2 separate regions of the Sus scrofa genome follow, and region 1 is linked to region 2. Evidence: chromatin contacts called from public promoter capture Hi-C data. All regions are on one chromosome and are shown on one strand. The core of a region is the stretch at or near the end of the contact, and the rest is flanking DNA. Distances in the headings are between cores, read along the strand shown.

Evidence for each region. Promoter capture Hi-C pulls out the DNA fragments that hold promoters and counts their contacts.
Region 1: a contact with region 2 is called in a promoter capture Hi-C map of liver, with 3 times the contacts expected there. The contact joins the enhancer-like site here to the promoter of ENC1 in region 2. A contact is called at or near these places in 1 of 5 promoter capture datasets (liver) and 6 of 47 Hi-C or Micro-C datasets (heart right ventricle, liver, mesenteric adipose tissue and 3 more).

What each region holds. Positions count from the first base shown.
Region 1 is chr2:83,604,585-83,609,104 of Sscrofa11.1, reverse strand. No RefSeq gene overlaps it. Among named protein-coding and RNA genes, the nearest start is that of ENC1, 85 kb to the left of the region's middle. Within about 2 kb of position 1,949, at least 8 of the 83 cell types and tissues checked have an H3K27ac peak or open chromatin away from gene starts, as enhancers often do. A contact at or near this core is called in liver and retroperitoneal adipose tissue, where this site is marked.
Region 2 is chr2:83,689,247-83,693,140 of Sscrofa11.1, reverse strand. ENC1 (ectoderm-neural cortex protein 1) reads left to right here and starts at 1,329. Exons shown (of 3, transcript XM_003123701.5): 1 at 1,329-2,145.

The DNA of each region.
Region 1 (4,520 bases), core at 700-3,199, 85 kb after region 2:
ACATGGGAGGAGCCTCTTTTCAGTTTCCTGGCTTTTCAGCAGACGCAAAATATAGTCAGGCATTTTTATTAAAAAAGAGAGAGAGAGAGCGCCCAGAATGCCCAGCATTCTCCCATTATTTGCCTATTTTATGTCTCTTCTAGGAAAACTCTGTTACATCACGGATGCCCAACAGTTTCTGGTGGGGAGCTAGTTTTGAGTTTTCCAAGTCATAGAATCCCAGATTATTCAGCCTGGATCCTGGTTTGAATTCTTTCATTTAGTTGCTGCGGCAACCATGGTCTGGAGAGGTGGGAGAACTTGTCTAAAGTAACAATGCCTGTGTTCATTTATTTATTTGTTAACTCATACATCAAGTAATTTTTGCACATCTGCTGTGTGCTAAGCACGGGGTATGTCATCGTGAACAAGGCAGAGAGGACCTCGTCCTTAAGAAGTTTATAGTCTGGTGGGGAAGATGGATGATAAGAAACTGAACATTACAAGTGGCGATGTGTTTCATGAGTTCAATGGACAGGTGAGGGGTGAGGAGAGCCTCTTGTGCAGAGTCTTCAAGGTAGGTCTCTGGGCAGTGATGTTTTAGGGGAAAACTGTTTAGGGGAGAGGAGCTGGGGTGTGTTGCAGGTGCATCACCAATAGCAGGAAATTATGGTAAAGAATTGAAGACAACCACAGCTCATTCCTGGTTCTCCAGCGGGAATCCCCTTTGGATTGTGTGTGGCATTAGTGCGTTATTATTCTCCAAGTCCATGATTTTCTTTTCTGTGGAAACGTTCATTTGTGCCTTATATTAGATTCCAGTTATAAGTGATATCATATGGTATTTGTCTTCCTCTTTCTGACTTACTTCACTCAGTATGAGAGTCTCTAGCTCCATCCATGTTTGCTGCAAATGCCATTATTTTGTTCTTTTTTATGGCTGAGTAGTATTCCATTGTGTATGCATACTACATCTTCCTAATCCAGTCATCTGTTGATGGACATTTGGGTTGTTTCCATGTCTTGGCTATTGTGAATAGTGCTGCAATGAACATGCAGGTGCATGTGTCTTTTTTAAGGAAAGTTTTGTCTGGATATATGCCCAAGAGTGGGATTGCTGGGTCATATGGTAGTTCTATGTACTGGTGGCTCTTTAATAATACTTTAATAAAAGTAAACCAGTGGGGTTTACTTTTAGATATTATTCTGAACTATTTCAGAGGTCCCTGCCCTCTTTTTTTTCATCTATTGTAGTGGAAGTGAAGGATTAGAGCAGGTGAGATTTCATTTAAAACACATATTCCATTGCATCATGACATGGAGAATGGAGGGAGTTCCCACACTAACAGGCTCACTGAATTATAATGGCAGAGTTTATCTATTGCTTATCCCTGAGTATAACATACACACAAGGATAACTCAACATAGCCCAACCCCTGATTGCTCCTCTTGGTCTAGAAATAGCCTCCCCATCCACTGAGCTCTGGACTGATTAGGACTGTGCACATCTGTCCTCCGTAATGTCTTGTAAGTTCCTTGAGGCTACAACGGTGTTGAATTCATCACCTCCAGCAAACCCAGCCACCAGCCTGTCACCATGCTCATTAAGAATTGCTCAGTAAATATTTGTTGAATGAATCATATGGAAGGACCTAAAAATCATCTTTAGGGAGAAGAGTTGTGAGAAAGGCGGGGCCACTTTTTTTTTTTAATGTTTTTTTCACAGTGGTTGGTATAAGGAGCCTATAATTATTACTGCGACTGGCAATCAAAAAAAAAAAAAAAAAAAAAAAAAAACAAAACCCAAAAAACAAACAAAACCCTGACTATCCTAGGGTCCTTGCTTCATTCCTCTGATGAAATCACTGGCTTGGTGACAAGAATATCAGGAGGACAGAGAACCAAACACTGAGCTATCTAACACAACCCACAGCAGGGCCATCATGGCATCATCCTGCTGGGATGTGAAGTCATGTCTGAGTGTTCCGTTCCCAGCACTGGACTGGCTTGGTCTCTGCTCCCAGTTCAGACAGTGACATAGACCCTGCATCCTGTCTCCTGACCCTGGGTCTCCAGGCTCCAAGCCAGTCCCACTTGAGGCAACTGGATGATCAGGCCCATCAGGAAGTACATGCAGCCCCAGGAGGTTCTAGTAAGTACGGGTCAACACTGCGTCTATCCTGGAAAGTTTGGGGGAGGGACTGTTCCCATCAGTGCAAACCTTTCCTCTACTCTGCTCCAACTCTGCTCTCAAGCAAAAGACAAGAATCGCATAAGAAAATTCCAAACTCTATTGTTCAAGGGCCACGTGCCCACCTGCAAACCAATACAAGTCACAGATTCCTATTCTTGCCCAAGCAAGGAACTTCCGCTGAAATGATGGTGCCGGGGGGGATGGTACAGAGGATAAAGGGGGCTGGGTATAGAGCCCAGAGGCACTGTGTCCCTGCCTTATGGGGCCCCTCCTGCTGTGTGAGCACTCCATGGGTCATATTCCTTTCACTATTTGAAGAAACATTTTTCATGACAAGAGAAGGGTTCAAAAACTCCAGAATTTGAGGTGACAATGCAAAGTGATTGCAGGTCAGAGGTGGGAGATGAAAATACAGATAATAAAAAGGATTAATGTCAGCAATTTGCTAATTGACTCTCTGCCCCAGGTCAACACACAGCCAGCAGCCAGGGAAACTTGACCGTAGTTAACTGGGCATTTGGGCCAGAGGCACTGAGAGGTGTCTATTATTTCAGGGAGGCTTTCTATGCTCTTGCTGAAGACTTCAGGAATGGCAGTCTTCCCTCCCGATCAGTTCTTCCTGAAGACACTGTACAGCTTGGTTTACTCTGGGTTTAACACCCTGTAATTACTATCAGATGAACAGAGTAATACCTATTATATTTCTTGCTACTTTCTTTCCCCTTGATCCTTACCTAAAATGTAAGACGAAAAGAAGAAAAAGAGAAAAGTAATCCAGGTAAGAAGGGCCCAGCACTATAGACTAGCAGTAAGGACCAAACCTCTATGATTGAAAAGCACTTACAGGTTATTGGATGGGAGTTGAGAATCACCAAGGGACCCATTAACTCTGTGTTTGGGGGATTAGCCATTCTGGTATTTACAGATGGTTTCTTAAAACAGTAGTGTTGGGGTCCACGCTGTAGGAGTAACTGAAGTGTTGATAAAAGGACTTCCAGAACAAATCAAGAATCCTAATGAAGATGCTGGAGGACGTGTGTGGGGCTCCAGTCTCTGGGCTAGCAACTTGGCACTACATTAATGGCTGGAGGAATCTAAGACTCACAAAAGATAGCTTTTAAAGGAAAAAAAAGACGCTTTTCTTAGAGGAACTAGTTTTAACAGTCTATTTGTCCTCTGAAGGTTGTTTTGTTAGGGCCTCTGTTGCCACTGAGCATACAGCTCTCTCAGGGGCCCACATCTCCCAGGATTTGTAGTTTGTGTAGGCCAGTTGGCTCTGGGCTGCATCTGAGAGATTTTAGCTTGGGAATCAAATCTTTTCTCTTGTTCTTGGTTGCTGCCTGCTTTTATTTTCAATTGCCTTGTGCAATTGCCAAGGTTATTTCCAATTGAGAGGAACTCCACTGCATTTTCTTTACCCGCCCCTTGCTGTAGTAGTTTGGTAAGTTGCTTCCTAGGGAATACATTTTGCAACTGGGAGGGTAGAGATCTGATTCTGAGGAGCAATTTGGTGTCGCTTCCAGAATCTGCTCACAGCCCTAATGGTAGTGAAACAGTCCCCAAACAGAAACCATCTTGGCTGTTTCCCTGGGCTGCACATTCCCATCTCCCAGGGAAATTAAGGGGCGGTAGCTGGGCTCTTCTTTCAAAGAATGCATAAAAATGAAATTACAAGTCCACACTCCCATTACTTGAACTCATAGAGCCCAAGAAAGAATTGGCAGGGGTTAAACCCATCTCATTTTATAGACAAGAAATTGAGGTCCAGTGAGGAAAAGTAATTCCTATCCCCTGCCCTCCCCGCATCCCCCCTACTGCCAGTCTCAAAGCTAGTTACCAGCAGACTGGGATAGAAACCAGGTCTTTTGATTTCTAGACTAGGATTTAACTCATTCATTAGAATTGTTGTAGTTTCAACCTAGATCTCTCCCAGAGAGGGTGGCTCAATTTTTATTTTGGTGTTGATTCCTTCATGGCTGTCTGGCTGAATTAATTATACACATCCAACATTTTAGAAATTAGGGTCTTTCTACCATCTGTGTCAGAACTATATGTTAAAAATTCAGACCCCTAGACTCTCCCACCCTTCAGAATCAGAATCTCTGAGAGTTGTCTTCAGAATCTGGATTTTAATAAGCATCCTTAAAAGAGTGTTATGCACTTCAGAACCACTTTAGCTGGCCCAAAGTCAAGTTAATGTATTTTATTGATTTAAAATGTTTACTTAAATGACAAAAGAAAAAATCATGGGGCTTCAAATTCAAATGCCTTTGTACGGCAAAAAAAGAAAAAAAGAAAGGGCAAACTACAAAATAGGAGAAAAATTTTGCAAACTTTATATTGGGTA
Region 2 (3,894 bases), core at 80-2,579:
ATAGCTACACGTTTTTCCCTCCGGGCTTTTCAGCACCCATCTCTGGTGTCTACGGCGGTGTTTCTATCTGTCTGGTTTTTGCTGATTTTATCCGTATCTTCAGAACTGGGCATGCTTGCCGACTCCCCCTGTCCAACCTCGCAGATGGCAGAACCCTTGCGTGGGTCTGACCGGGAACTGATCTGGCCTCTCTGGCTTTGTGAAGCAGTCTTGAGCTGAGACTCTGCATAACAAATTAAAATATGAAACAGATTTGTAAAGGCTCGTGGTGAGGCTGAGGAGTTAATGCTAACAAAGGACTTCAGAGGGCACTGTCTTTCTTTGTTTGCAAGGAGCACAATTTTTCGGGAGGGATCCTGAAGTGGGATGAGAATAAAGGACCGACAGAGTCTCGGTTTCAGCAGTCTTCAGACTCAGGGTGTGCCAGGCGGGCCTCTTTAGACTGTTTAAACCATTTCTGCTTCTGATATTTAAAAGAAAGCTGAGAAGTGGGGGAGTGGGGAGAGAAAATTCCATCGTGGATCCCCACTCTAGCCATAGGGCTGGGCCACTGCAAGAGGCTCTCCAACTGGATATGTCACATCTTCCTGGGCCTCAGTTTGCTAACCTGCAAAACGAGGGGGCTTGACCGGTGATCTCTACAGTTCATTCATATACTTTACTCCAAATACCTAGTAAAAAGAAAAACAAGCATTTCAGCTCCCAGGGGAAAGACAAGCCCTTGGTCCTAAGATCAAAAATGGGTTTCATAAATAGTGATGGCCGTTTGAGATTAGTTCTCTAATCGCCTTCTTTCTCGTGGCATGCGGCTCTTCAAACGTGTATGCTGAACCATCTCTTTGCTGAACTAATCAGCGATAAAACACAGGAAGGGACCCTGTCTGAGAGGGCGATTGAGGCTTTATCGCTACGGAGAGAAGGCGGCGTGGCCGCTCCTTGGAGTAGTTCGCTTTGAATCAAGCGGCCGCGACGATTGGCTGCGAAGCACGTGGTAGCCTACCGGACAGCGCCGGGTTGTTGCTGCCTGGGGCAGAGTCCAGCGGCGGGAGCCGCACCCGCGGGGGCGTAGGGAGAGAGGGAGGGAGGAAGTGGGGGGGAGACGACAGGGGCTCGAGTCTTCCTGGTCCCTAGCCACAGAGAAACCCTACAGGCCGGCTTTGTCCAACCTGCAGTGTCCCCCAGAGTATCCAAAATTGTGTCCTAACCCAGCCACTGTCCTCCCTCCAGGTGTCCCATTCACTACGCGGGCTCTGCGCGCTTAGGACGCGTGCCGCGGACACCCAGCTCGCCCTTCGGCGCCCTTTCCCGAGCATCTCGCAGGCTCTCGCAGCGTGGGCCTCACAACGCGGAGCTGCGCTCCCTGGTCTTGGGTCCCTCAGCACCCCTCTGGGCCAGAGGCGCAGACACTCCGATCTGGGAAAACTTGTTTTAATCTCGGTCCCCAAGGGCTGCAGCTGCTCAAGGCTGAGATTCTGTGTCCGCTTTGTCTCTCTCCCCTTGCCGCATCCCCCTCCCCCGTTTCCTCTCTCGATTAACTCCCCCGACAAGCTCTCCTCCGGCTCTTCTTTTCCTCCTCCACCTCCTCCTCCTCCTCTTCCTTCTCCGCCGGCAGTATTCACGCGCTTCCCTCCCTCCCTTCATCCCTCCCTCCCCTGGTGTCACTCTTTGCCTACGCGATCTCTCCCCGCCCCTCCCTCCCCTCCGCGCCGCTTATAGCTGGGCTCTGGGCCGCTGGGCGCCGACTGCTCCGGCAGCTGGAGAGAAGGCGGCTCGGCAGTGGCGCTGCTGAGACCGGGTCGAGACGCCAAGCAGCCGCGGCGCGCACGGCGCTTTCCAGCTCCCTCCCCCGAGTGCACAGCCCGCCTCCTTCCGCGGTGCCTGCAGCCGCGGGCCACTCTCCCCTCCCGAGAGCACTCAGAGAGCCGCTCCGCGGGTGGCGGGCGCAGAGTCCGCGGTGTGGGGATCTTGAGGCCGCGGCGATCTGCCCGCGGTAACCAGCCCGCGAACCAGAGCCCCATGCGCACTCCTTTCGCCCCGGCAGTCGCTGTTGCTCCCTGGGGTTGAGATCGCTGCTTCCTCGCCTCCCCGCCCTGTGACCGAGGCAAGAACCCAGCTGGTTGTGTGCTGTGGCCGGTCGCCACTGCTGTAAGTTTCCTCTACCGCCGCGTACCTGTTGCGGGCGCCGCGGGTTTCAAGGGCTGCCCGGCCTGCGAGAGTGTGCTCTCGCAAGGGGGGTGTGTGCGCCCCAGAGCGAGAAACTCCGACCTAGGCGGCGGTGGCGAGATCTTCTCCCGGCGGAGACCGGGTGTCTGCCACTGCCCTCCCGCAGCAAGCAGAGCCGGGCATTGCGGGAGGGGCCTCCTCCGGCGGCGCGCCGCCGGGGCGAGCTGCTGGAGCTGCTGGCGAGCGAAGAGCTGAGCCAGGGTACGATCCATCCCTTCTCCACGCAAAGAGCGCTTGCAGGGGGGCGCGGAATTGCTGGTCCACGTTGCATCCTTACCCGCACAGGGAGCATCGGGGCCACGCACAGACACCCCTCTTGAGAGCGTTAACCGCGGCCAGATATGTGTAGGAAATGAATGAAAACTGGTTTCTGAAAAATGTTTCTTCTCATGCAGATATTTGGCCTGTAGTGTTAACATGATTAGTTTCGAAGAATAGGAATTGGGGGGCAGGGCGGAGATGAACCATTGAACTTGATCGGTGTGTATTTTGGTGTCGCCCTCACAGGCATGGCCACCTTGTGTTATTACAAGTGTTATAGAGGACTGTATGACAAAATGCTTTTCTTGTTTATAGTCTCTTTATAATGTTCTTCCGTTGTTAGCAATAACGTAAATGCCGGAGAAAATCTGCCCGGTTTGTCCTTTGATTGCACTCAGATCAGGTTCAAAACTCCAAGACATGTGATGGGCCACTAAGTATTGCAGAGGCAGAGAGCCTGGTTAAGGAGCATTAAGTGAACTGAAGTTACTGTAACTAGAATCCCTTTTGATGTTCAGGATAATAGCAGCCCTTTTCTCCTTCTTTGTACAGGCAGGTTAAGTATATGTATGCGTTTTTTTGGCCACTTACTTGGCATGCAAATATTATTTCTCTGGGGGCTTAAAAAATGCCAGAGGGATGATTCATTTTATGTTGAAGGTGTGTTTAATGACTGTATACATGGCTTTTGCTGTTTTCATGTTTGGATATTTTAAAGCAGAGAGCCCATCATTTCCCTTGTCTCTTCAAGTTTACCCTTTATTGTAATCAAATGTTGCTGAAGGATGGTTGGATTTTCACTGTGACACACTTCTGCATCTGGATGGCATCCCAGATGACAGGCTAGACTCTTCCTGCTGGCTTTAAGAACCTACCTGGGAAATACAGGAGCGTAAACACGGCACACAGATCCTACATACCAAGGTCGTCTAAACTGTTTTCTTAAGTGTGGACCTGGCTCTGCGTGTTCTCCACTGCTCAGGGAAATACCTTCTGGGCTGGGTAGGTGTGATTCCAGCTCAATGTGCAGGTACTTTGGTGCTTAAGGCATCTTGTGCCTTATTCTTCAGTCAGAGCAGCATTCGCTCTTAGCTGAAAAAGAGGCAGCTTTTAAAAAATTTCCTGGAACAATTTTGTTAGCTTCAGGTGTATAGCAGAGAGAGTTTATGTATGTTCTTTTCCCATATAGGTTATTACAGAATATTGAATATAGTTCCCTCTGCTTGTTGGTTATCTATTTTATATATAGTAGTGTATGTATTTTAATCCCAACCTCCTAATTTAGCTCCTCCCTGGCTCCCACTATTTCCTTTGGTAACCACAAATTTGTTTGCTATGACTGTCTCTTTCTGTTTTGTAAATAAGTCCATTTTTATCTTTTTTTTTTTTTTTTTTTTTTTTTTTAGATTC